2 separate regions of the Anas platyrhynchos genome follow, and region 1 is linked to region 2. Evidence: chromatin contacts called from public Hi-C data. All regions are on one chromosome and are shown on one strand. The core of a region is the stretch at or near the end of the contact, and the rest is flanking DNA. Distances in the headings are between cores, read along the strand shown. Region 1 holds the start of MAN1A1 (mannosidase alpha class 1A member 1). Region 2 has its middle 60 kb from the start of MAN1A1.

The links. Hi-C and Micro-C count contacts between places; a contact is called where the count stands out from the background.
Region 1: a Hi-C map of small yellow follicle shows a contact between it and region 2, with 2.8 times the contacts expected there. The contact joins the promoter of MAN1A1 here to the enhancer-like site in region 2. A contact is called at or near these places in 3 of 8 Hi-C or Micro-C datasets (liver, skeletal muscle and small yellow follicle).

Annotation. Positions count from the first base shown.
Region 1 is chr3:68,522,628-68,527,893 of IASCAAS_PekinDuck_T2T, reverse strand. MAN1A1 (mannosidase alpha class 1A member 1) reads right to left here and starts at 1,856. Exons shown (of 12, transcript XM_038176451.2): 1 at 994-1,856. The coding sequence starts at 1,602.
Region 2 is chr3:68,463,500-68,469,030 of IASCAAS_PekinDuck_T2T, reverse strand. No RefSeq gene overlaps it. Among named protein-coding and RNA genes, the nearest start is that of MAN1A1, 60 kb to the left of the region's middle. Within about 2 kb of position 3,645, at least 3 of the 8 cell types and tissues checked have an H3K27ac peak or open chromatin away from gene starts, as enhancers often do. A contact at or near this core is called in small yellow follicle, where this site is marked.

The sequences.
Region 1 (5,266 bases), core at 607-3,106, 61 kb before region 2:
CTTGTTGCACTCCTCTGTACTACAGACTGTCATACATCAGGTCTGAAGCCTCATTATGCGACTCTCAAATACTCGTACATGGCAATTCAAGATAACCAGAAACATAGTTTGTTGGTATTTCTAATTGTTCTGTATGCCTCAGGGAGGCTGAGAGGCTGCAAGCAGCGAGAACACCGTCTCTGCACACTTCAAGATGTGATCTGTACTGTGCATTCGTGAGAGCTTCCCTCTTCTGAACACCTTTGCGTCGGCATCTACCGCTTATGACTGGTGCACAGTTTGCTGAAACAGTTAAACTGATGCTAGGACTTCAGAGCACGGCACACAATTTGAGATTTGTGAGAGCTTATTATTTGGTGCTCCGCGTGATGCCAATGCCGATTTTTCAGCCCGCTCTGTGCAAACATGCAATAAAAATAAATCAGCCTAAACAGGGCTAACGATGTTTCACGGAAACGCTCCGTGCTTGGGAGGCTCGTTCCCATCCCCGCAGAAGGGGCAACACACGCTACTTAGTAATTTACGAACTGATCCCCGCGGGCAGCAGCAATTGTCAACTCGATAAATACGGGCTGCCGGCAACGGCAGGAAGTTGAACGGCACTAAGAATTAAGAAAGAAAGAAAGAAACGAGCCTCCTTGTGCCGCGGGGGACCCCAGCGAGCCCTGCTCACGGCAGGCACGGCCGGGAGAGCCCCGCCACTGCCCCGGGAGGCACGGGCAAAGCCCGGCGAGCCCCGCGGAGCCGTGCGAAGGCGTCGCGGGGCCGGGAGCTGCCAGCTCCTGCCGGGGGGCCCCGGCGGCTGCGAGGAGGAGGAGAAGCAGAAGGAGGAAGGGAGGAGGAGGATGCGGAGCCGGCACGCAGCTCCGGCCGGGGCATCCCGCAGCGGGGCGAGGCGGGGGCGCTCCCCGCGCTCCCCCCCGCCGCCGGCGACCTGTTGCCGTGCTCGGGGCCGCCCCGGGCCGGTCCCCGGGAGCGGCGGCTGCCACCCACCTCTTTGATCTTGGCCCTCCGCTGGCGCACGGCGGGGTCGGCGGGCTCCTGCCCCGCGGCGCCCACGGGCGGGCGGAAAGGGCGCTGGGGCAGCCCGGAGGCGGCCGGCTCCTTCCTGCCGCGGGCGTCCTGCGCGACTTTCTCCTTGTCCCGGCGGATGTCCCCGCGGATCTCCTCGGGCAGCTTCTGCAGCGTCTCCTTGGCCTCCCGCAGAGCCCGCTCGTGGTCGGCGCGGATCCGCGCCAGGCTGCCCCTGCCGCCCGCCGCCGCCGCCGCCGCCGCCGGGCCCCCCCCGGGCTGCGGCGGGGCTCGGGGCTGCCCGCCGGGCGGCGGCGGCGGCGGCTGCAGGGCGGCCGAGTGGAAGAAGACGCCGCTGAGCAGCTTGGAGGAGTCGGGCAGGAAGAAGATGGCCCCGAAGCAGAGGGTGATGAAGGCGCTGAACACCAGCAGCAGCACGAACTTCTCCGTCAGCCGGAACGCGCCGGGGCCCGCCGCCTTCCGGACCCCGCCGCCCGCTCCGCCGCCGCCGCCGCCGCCTCCCGCGGGGCCGCCCAGCGCCCCCGGCCCCGCCGCGCTACCGAACAGCGGCAGCAGGCTGGCGGCGGGCATGGCCCCCGCGCCGCCTCAGCGCGCCCCGCTCCGCTCCTCTCCGCTCCGCTCCTCTCCGCTCCGCCGGCGGAAAGTTTCCCCGGGCGGCCGCGGCGCGAACTTCCCGCCCCGCTCTGCCCCTGCCCCAGCCCCAGCCTCTGCCTCTCGCTCCCTCCCCGGGCCCGCCGGCGGCGCTCGGCGTCTGCGGGGCGGGCGCCGTCCGTCAGCCCCGGCCCATGCTGCCGGGACGGCGCCGCCGCGGGTGCCGCTCCCCGCTCCGCCCGCGCCCGACTGCCGGGCGGCGGGGGGCGGGGCCAGGCGGGGCGGGGCCGTCGCCCGGCCAATGGCGGCGGGGGCGGGGCGCGGAGGGGCGGGGCGGGGCGGTGGGGGGCGGGGCTGCGCGGCCACCGCCCCGCGGCTGGCGGTGGGGCGCGGGGGCGCGCCCGGGGGACGCGCGGGGGCGCGCTCGGGGGTGGCCGGGAGGGGGGCAGCGTTTGGCAGCGCGGGGTGATTTGGGGCCCTGCCCGGGCGGTGCAGCCGCGGAGGTGCGGTGGTGCTGCCTCCGGACAGGCAGGGCACGGGGGCGGAGGTGTGCTGCGCCCTGAGGGGATTTGGGAAAAGGGCGAATAACGCGCAGCGGCAGGGGCAAGGCTGGGCTTTGACCCAGGGCAGGGAGAGGGCATCGCACGGGCTGCAAGGCACGGCTGGAAGAGGGCTGGGCGCGGGCCTCGCTGCGCTCCCAGCTGAGTTTAAGGGGAGGTTCAGCGCTGGCTTAACGGGAATAAAGGCGGGCTGCGTCCCAAAACCCCGCTCTTTAGAAGTTAGAGCCTGAGATAGATTAATTGGAAACAGGCTTAGCAGAGCCAGTTACATGCAAACGTTGGACCGAGTCCTGCAAAACTCCCTCCAGTCTACCAGCAAACGCTTCTGCTAAACTTCAGGATTACAGCTGAAACTGGAGGATCAGCAGCCCACAATTTGCATACACCAAAATCAATCATTTCCTTTAGTTTTTTTTTCCTTTAGTTTTTGCTCTGATTTTCCTCTAAATCTTTTTTTTTTTTTTTTCTTTTTTTTTTTTTTCTCCTGGGTTGCGTTTCCCCACAGCTAGATATGAAGCTCTTGCTCAAACCGCCCGACGAGCGCTGTGATTTTGACATGCCTTTCCCAGAAATGTGTAACGCTGCCTGGAGAGCTGTGCCAAGATCAAACTGCTTCGGATGGAAGAGTTCAGCCTGCTTGGAAAAGGGGATAAGAATCTGTGCCTTTTTTTTTTGTTGCTGTGTTGCTTTAAAGGAACATTTCAGGTGGCAAACGTGGAGTTTAGCTACTGAAAGGCAGTTGACTAATGAAAAAGCTTCCTAAATGGTGAAATACCACTCAGCTCCAGCGAGCATATTCTGTTTCAATCGCTGCCTATGTGGGCGTACAATATTTTTCACAGATTGCCCGCAAAACTCATCACTACTTATATGATAATATTTGGGGGCTGAATTTACTGCTGGCTGGAATAAGTGCCTTTCTTCAGCCCTCTGAAGTAATTCCTTAGGTTGCCATGTTGCCACAGCAATGCAGGAGCTGATACAGGAGTTGAAAATCCCATCACCCAGGTTCTGCTCCTGTGTCTCAGCTGCCTACAGGGAAACCCTCTGAACTCACCAGCCTGCTGCATTTTTGGTGCCTGAGGTAAATGCCAGGGGTTAAGTGTAAATGAATGCCAGGAGGTTCATCGCCACCCTCATTGTTCTCTTTGGGACATCCTCCTGTTTTCCTGAGTGCGTGGGAAGCAACAAGCATTTTCAATGCAAAGGCAGAACCCGTTAACTGCTCCAGCCTCTGCGATGAGATGATCTTTCCAAGGACAACAATAACCTCCTCCTCAGAACAGAAGCCGAAATTCTGTGTGCAGTGCTTTCCTGTTGTGAACACCTGATGTTACAAACAGTTACGAGCAGAGTCATGTGGGAGCCATTCAGTGGGACCGGTCATGCATGGAAAGCTACTGGCACACAAAGCTGTTCACAAGATGAGGGCAATGGAGGCTACGAGAAAAAAAAAAAAAAGCCTCAGCCCAACAGTGCCATACAAGTCCCTTTTCTTAAGTCAATAATTTACTTTAGGCCCAAGACAGAACCATATAAGATATTGCAAAGAATATGAACATACAGGGAGTATTTGAGGAAAAAAAATCAAATATGAGTAGAAGAATCAAGACTTGTACATGCTCAGTTTTGTCTGGCTCTATCTGACAGAAAATGCAGCTGTAAAGTTAAGCACCATTGATAGGTCACCACATTAAATAGTGTCAAATAATCCAAGTGAAGCATGAACAAATGAATCCTAGTGTTTGCAATAATCTCCTGAGGATGGCAGTGGAAAGCCTGCCCGCTTGCACCAGGACTTGCAGTGGAGGAGCTCCTTGCAACATAGCTCTGTCAGCACATCCACCTAGAGGGAACTCCAAGCTCAGCTGGCTGACACTTCTCACCCCCTCCTTTTTTATTTTTTTCTCCTAAATGAGCTGCATTACTTCCTGGATGACATCAGCTGAATGGGGAGAAAAAAAAAAAAACAAGTCTTCAGGCAGTTGTTTTGCTATGCTGAGTAAGGTTGGGTCCTATCCAGTGGTTATGCCAACAAAATGCTGGTCTGCAGAGTAAAATGCCTCTGCTCTAGGTTCAGCTGCAGGATTAGGAATCATTTCCCAGCTATCATGCACAAATCAGGCACGAATAGAAAGGTAGAACTGATACATGAGAGGCAGTGAGAAAGAGGTTTGCGTAAGCAAGGGACAAGGCACTTTTCTATAATAAATGTTCTGAATGGGCAAATTTGGTGCATATTAACTGAAAGACATGGAGAAAAATGTGTCAACTGTTTCTTTTCCTATATATATACATATATTAACCAGCTGCACTTATTTCACCCTGGTTGTAGCCTTACATCTTGCCTAGTGACAGAGAATTAGCCTGCATGTTCTAACAGATACGTGGGACAGATAAGGGGGCCATTAGCAGCTGGTTCATCTTGCATCACATTCAGCTGAGACTGATTCAGCCCTTTACACTGCGAGTTTGTGCCAGTGCCCCTGCCTTACAAGGGCTTCAGAGTACGATGTTCTGGTGCTGACCACTTTTATTCATTACTTGACAGCTTCCTTTTGAAACACAATACTTTCATCCAGATCTTCAGAGACACATTTAACAACCTTTGGGAATGCAATTCATAAACCCAAGTTAGATGTTCTTTCTAGAGTAAGTAGCATGACGAAGACATGTTCCCAGGGCTCACAAGCAGGCTTCGTAACACCCAGAGTGCTGCTTGGAAAGAGGCTTTGGCCATTTGAAGACCACATGAGTATGAAATACTCTCTGTCTCTCCGACTTTGGCACTTGGCTGCAGTTCTGAGTTCAGTATGTGAGGAAAGTGTGACTCACAGCTGCAAAAACTTTGCTTGGTCTTCAGTGCTTTAAGGGACTGTCTTATGCTTTACTTTCAGAGCTCAGAAGGAAATAATGACCATTTATTTAGGAGCCCTGTGGTTAGAGCATTTGCTCAGGAAGTTGTAGAGCTGTGTACAACACACTTTTGTAGTCTCAGGTGATTCAAATTCACCTCTTCTGTCTTGCTGTAGTGTGTCCTAGAGAAGGTACACTTTACCTACTCTTTCTTTTGAAGTTGTGCT
Region 2 (5,531 bases), core at 2,396-4,895:
CTGTGTGTCTCTAAAGACAAAAGCTGGTGTGAATACCACGATATGAGATAATGATGAAAAAAGCCACATGTGAGTTGATTAGGGATCAGTTAAATGTAAAGGGTAATTTTTGGTAAAGCATGAATATCGAAAACATTGAAAGTTCAGTTTGGAAAAACACCTACAAAATAAGAATATATTTTCCAACCACCTAAGATGACTGCAAACCCTAATTATTGGGACTGCCTGTTTCCAAAAACACTGAGCATACCATTCAGACAGACTTACTTTATTTTGGCTCTGATCTTGGGTATTTTTCCAACACCAGAAAACACCGGAAATCAAATGGAAATTTAAAGTTGAAGGTGGGATCTTTGTGGAGAATAAAACCCAAAACGACACCTGACTTAGTTTTGGGTGATGAATTAAGTTTGGCATTTTTCAGGCTCCTTTTCTAGCTCTCTTTCCTATTCTATCACACTGTATTGCTATAATTACAAAATTAGGGAAGACTTACAAGGAAGTGGTTTGTGGGTTTTGGGGCTGGGAGACATTTTCTCACACGAGGAGAAAAATGGAGAAGAACTGAAGAAGTGGATCATGAAAAGAAACACTGCTTCTGCTAGCAATTAGAAAGAGATATTAGTGGACATGGGGAAATTCGCTAGGAACGAAATGACAAAAAAACAATTTATGGTAATGATTTGCATAATAATTATATGCTTATTTGGAAATAAATGGTAGTAATTATGCAAATCATTTACATGTATTTCTGTTTTGAATTATCAATTTTGAATTATTTGAATTTCAGTGAGAGTATGGGGAATGACATGATTTATGAAAATAAGCACCTAGTTTTGATTTAGGCATCCTTCCATGCCTTGCTCAGGAAATGTCAGTCAATCAAGGTCTTGGTAGCATAAGGACATTCCTGTTTGCAATTTTGTGACATTGATATTGTTGTACCTACAGCCTCATGTCCACAGCAGATGGGCACCAACGTGGCCAGCTCATTTGTCTTGGCTTTGCTGGCCAGTTCATAAGTTGCAGCCATGCTTTTGTCCATCACAGACTAGGGACACCTATACAATTATCAGATTCTATCTCACTATAAACCTACAGAGCAGCAGATAAAATTCCGAGCTGCACAGCCTGGCCCTTGGTGTCTGCCTGAGCACTGGACTGTCCTTGAATTTAGAGACTGGGGCTATAGGCAAAAAGGCAGAGGGTGTGTGCTAACATACATAAATAATGATTGCATATGTAGTTTGTCTAAGGGCTGAACATTTTTTAAATGAAAGGAATCGACATAAGTGTTGTATCTGTCCTTTCTTTGGCAAATAAATAAGGATTTCTCTTTCCTCTGATTTCTAAACTAGGTCTTACTCAATGCTTGGAAAGGTTTGTTGTTGTAACTATACTGGCAAAATGTTCAAATGTAGGCACAGCTTTATCAGCAAAGAGAGATTGCTTATACTGCTTTTACGAATTCCCTGAAGAAAATAACACTGGCAACCTATCCTCTATCCATGTTTTTGTTACTATAATTAAGCTTGTGCTTGGATTATTATTTTTTTTTTTTTTTATTTTTTGGCATAGAAATGAGCACAAAATAACACAGCTTTAACTGATAATCTATACTGACATTTAAGTTTTGCCTTGGAGGAAAGTACCTCCTTGCCTTCCCACCTTGACTTCTTAATCTGAATTTCATGCAAATGCAGAGAGCTTCCACTGTTTTCTTGACACTTGTTTTGTTTTTTTTTTTTTTTTTCATTTTAGTGATGGGTGTTGACTTTTCTTATTTTAACTTTCAGCAAATGTGAAGAGAACAGAAGTTAGCTCTATAGGAGCAAGAGCAGAAAGAAGGCATCATGTTGCCTTATTCCTCTGTATTACAAGTCCAAACATTCTCTCTCTCTCTCTCTCTTTTTTTTTTTTTTTTTCCTGTTGCTTATATCAGTTATGATCAGGAGAAGGAACAAAATTACTTTAATGTCTGAGAGACAAGAGCAGAGGAGGCATATTTAGAGGTGGAAATATTTCAGAATAAAGATAAAGAAACATAACAGTTACTTGCTTTAACCTCACTAACTTTTATTAGAGTAAATAACTGTTCAGCCTTTTGTTACCAAGTTTATATTTAGCCCAGGGTACAGCTAATGCTTTGAAACATGCTGTTCATTTATCTTTCAAATAATGTTTATTATGCTGCTTCTAGGATTTCACAATAAGGACACCTAGAGAAAGTAGGACTCCATCTAGTAAAACCAGGACAGCATGTACGCCTGTCCTTTAAGATCAAACAGATTAGTCTCCTGCATTTGCTTCTACCCTCTATGTAAATATGTAAAAACAGACTGGATTATTAGGTTTACCTTGTGCAGTCAGTCTGGTGACACTGATCCACATGTCAGCCTCCTAGAGTTCTGTAAAAGATAAGATTAGTAAGGAAATAAAGTTCAAGGGTCAGAGCTTTGGTAAACACCCAAAGTTGAAGGAAGCCCATTGAGGTGCAATTGATTAATAGACATGTCAAGTAGCCATTTAAATTTCAGATCTTGGATTTGCAGTGCAAATAGTCACAGAGGAAGAAACAAGCAAGGCAATGTGCCCCTAATTCAGACATCACAGCGATTGAGAAGAACTTTTGTCAGACTTCTCTCAAGCTTTCCAGCCACTGTGCTCTTGAGAGCTTAGTCTGTTCTGATAGTGTTCTGCCTCTGGGCTTTTTATCACACAGACACTACTTTTACCTCACACAGTGCTGGCTTGGGATGCATCACACAGATGCTGCAGGGATGATGCCCATGATTGCAACAGCTGCAGGAGCAATATGAGCTGTAGCTGCATCTCTGGAACTAAAGGGAGTCACAGGGCTTGGGAGAGGCAAAAGCATATCCGGCATCCTGACTAGGACTTTGTTTAGCAGCTGTTATGCTTCACTGTTCAACTCACTCCCGGTTACTTACCTTTTGTGAGTTGCTTTTCTCTTGAGTAGCTGAGAAAAGTACTTTGCCTGTTGAGTAGGTTTAACTTTAAGAACATGTTGAATATATAGATTTCTAAGGAGTTTATAGAATTTGAACTTTGAGCTTTCTTTTTGAAGATTGGGAACACAGGCAGAATCAGCTCTTGTTGCTGCCAAGAGTCTTCTGCAATTCCTACTGATATAAAATGACTGGGGGATCACAGGATGCAAAGAGGAGAGAAATCCGGTTTTCCTTTCAGAGCTACACATCTCTAATTCCCTTTGATCATTTGTTCAGCATTTGATTAAATGTTTGGATGTAGACTGGACTACCTAATCAGAGACAGTTTGCAATAACTCTGTATTGGTTCTATGTGTTATATGTTTAGTCTACCCCTGTAATCTTGCAAACCAGGATACAAGGACTCAATCGTGTAATCATCCATAAGCAATAGGCTGTATAAGATCAGTTTCATGCTTCTTTTAAGATTTTCAGAGGCAGTTCTTAAGGTACAATAAATTCTGTATCAGTTCATTGTACCAAAACAACACTGTAAAAATAATGTTTTAGCATTAATATTTACAGTTGTGATTACAGGGAGAGTACCTTATACTCATTAGCCAAGACTGATGCCAGCAGAGTGTTTCAGTTAGAAATGTACTTCAGTACAGCCTCAGACCCAGATAACCTTGATCTGAACAGCTCTCAAATGTCAGGATTTTTAATCCTGCTGTGACTTTCACAATGTTTCTCTTTTGCATAATGAGTCAGACACTCACTCTAAAGATACTCCTCTATATAATGGTCCCAGATCTACCTCCCTGCCTTGCTGCTTCTTCTTCAGATTTAAAATCTAGCTCTGATAACTGAGATTTAGGCAGCACCTATGCTGCAGAATTAAGCAATGGCAAAACATTTCCAGGCGTTTGCTGGAATAGTCTTTGGCACTCTTTTCATCCAGAATAGCTAGTATTTTCTGAAACAGTGTCCAGGCACAATGAGAGGCTTAGCACAAGCCAGGAACCATACTCGCTGTGGCAGTTTGGATGACCTTGTTTTGGAAGCTAAGGGAACTCAGTAGGGACATGGCCATGTTGTGCCAGCTGGTCTCAGAGACAGAAAACAGGTCCTGGCATGTTTCCTTTGCTAGCATAGATATAGCCTTCAGGTTTTTTGTCTTTGGCTTTGTGATTCGTTAGGAAACATTTCCTTCAAATGACAAAAAAGATGAATCATTCTATTTGTTCATTTATAACTTGGAACTAGGTAGATGCTAAAGATCTCACGATCCTTTTCAATAGAAAAATCAGGAACAGCCCATGTGTCCCATGTTACGCTTTCTGGTGTGGTTGGTAGTATTTGGAATGTGAACTATTTTTCTTTAATCATAGTGCCATTATTATTTGGTTCTTTCTATACATTTCAGGGTGATTTGTCCCATTAGAAGAATGGAAGGCCAATGAATAAAAATTCAATTTTGTTCAATTTTGTGCCAGCTATTTGGTGTTTTAATAGGAAATTTACCTCCAAAATGAATATAACATTTTTTCTGAATGATATCACAAAAGAACTCTTCTTAATGCCCAATACCCTCTTATGTTAATCTAGAGATGAAGATTATTTCTTTCTCATAAAGAGATATTGGTGAGTTACTGGAAGTGATATCTGTATTTGAACCTTGAAGGAATCACAGGGCCAAGTAGAAATTTGTAGTATGTATGCTGCTGAAGTGGGGATGGCCAACTGAAATTCATCTGTGATATTTAACTTCAAATTGGGACTATTTTATGTAACGGCGTGTGGATATTTGGAGAGTTACATCAGTCTCACTGGTCTGTGGGGAGTACAGGGCCTGGAGGCGCTGGAGGGATTTGTCCCTACTACTTGAAGTTGGTGAAGGATATGCCAGGGGGTTGATGCTTCAGCGTAGCTCATTCTGCCTAGAGGTGACCAAGGTGCCCTAGGAAGCCCAAGGTGTGACTCCTGTCTGGGGAAATCTCATCTGATTACATTACAGGGCCTTCTTATTCTCAGTTGCAACAGAGTCAATGTGAAATTTCAGGACATATGTACTAGAGTTTGGAGTAGAAAAAATGGCCCATAGCAAACAGAAAATCTTCGTGTCATGTAGCCCATTGTTCTGCCAATGCAAGATTATAACTCTGTAAACAGATTAACTGGTTTAAGTAATAGGGCTTCTATCCCTCCCCTTTGGAGGATTTTCCATTGTCAGAAGAATTTTTCTGGTAACTTTTTTTTCTTTAATATTAACTTTTTTTTTAAATTTTAAACTTATTTAACCTCCTGTTATCCTCCATAACTGTTTGTGCTCCACACCCTCCAAAAGAGAGACAATGGATCCCAAACTAGTCACAATACAAAAATCTGATTTCACATGTTAGTTTGAAACGCTGGGATGCACTTGCATTCTAATTATGTAATCACATAGCTTGACAACAGATAGTTATCTCTTTCTCATCTTCATAATCTTTTTCAGTTCTCTGTTATGTACAAGAAGGTAGAACATATGGGATGTTAGACCTGCTCAAGCAAGTTTAGTGGTATTTTAATTCACCTTTG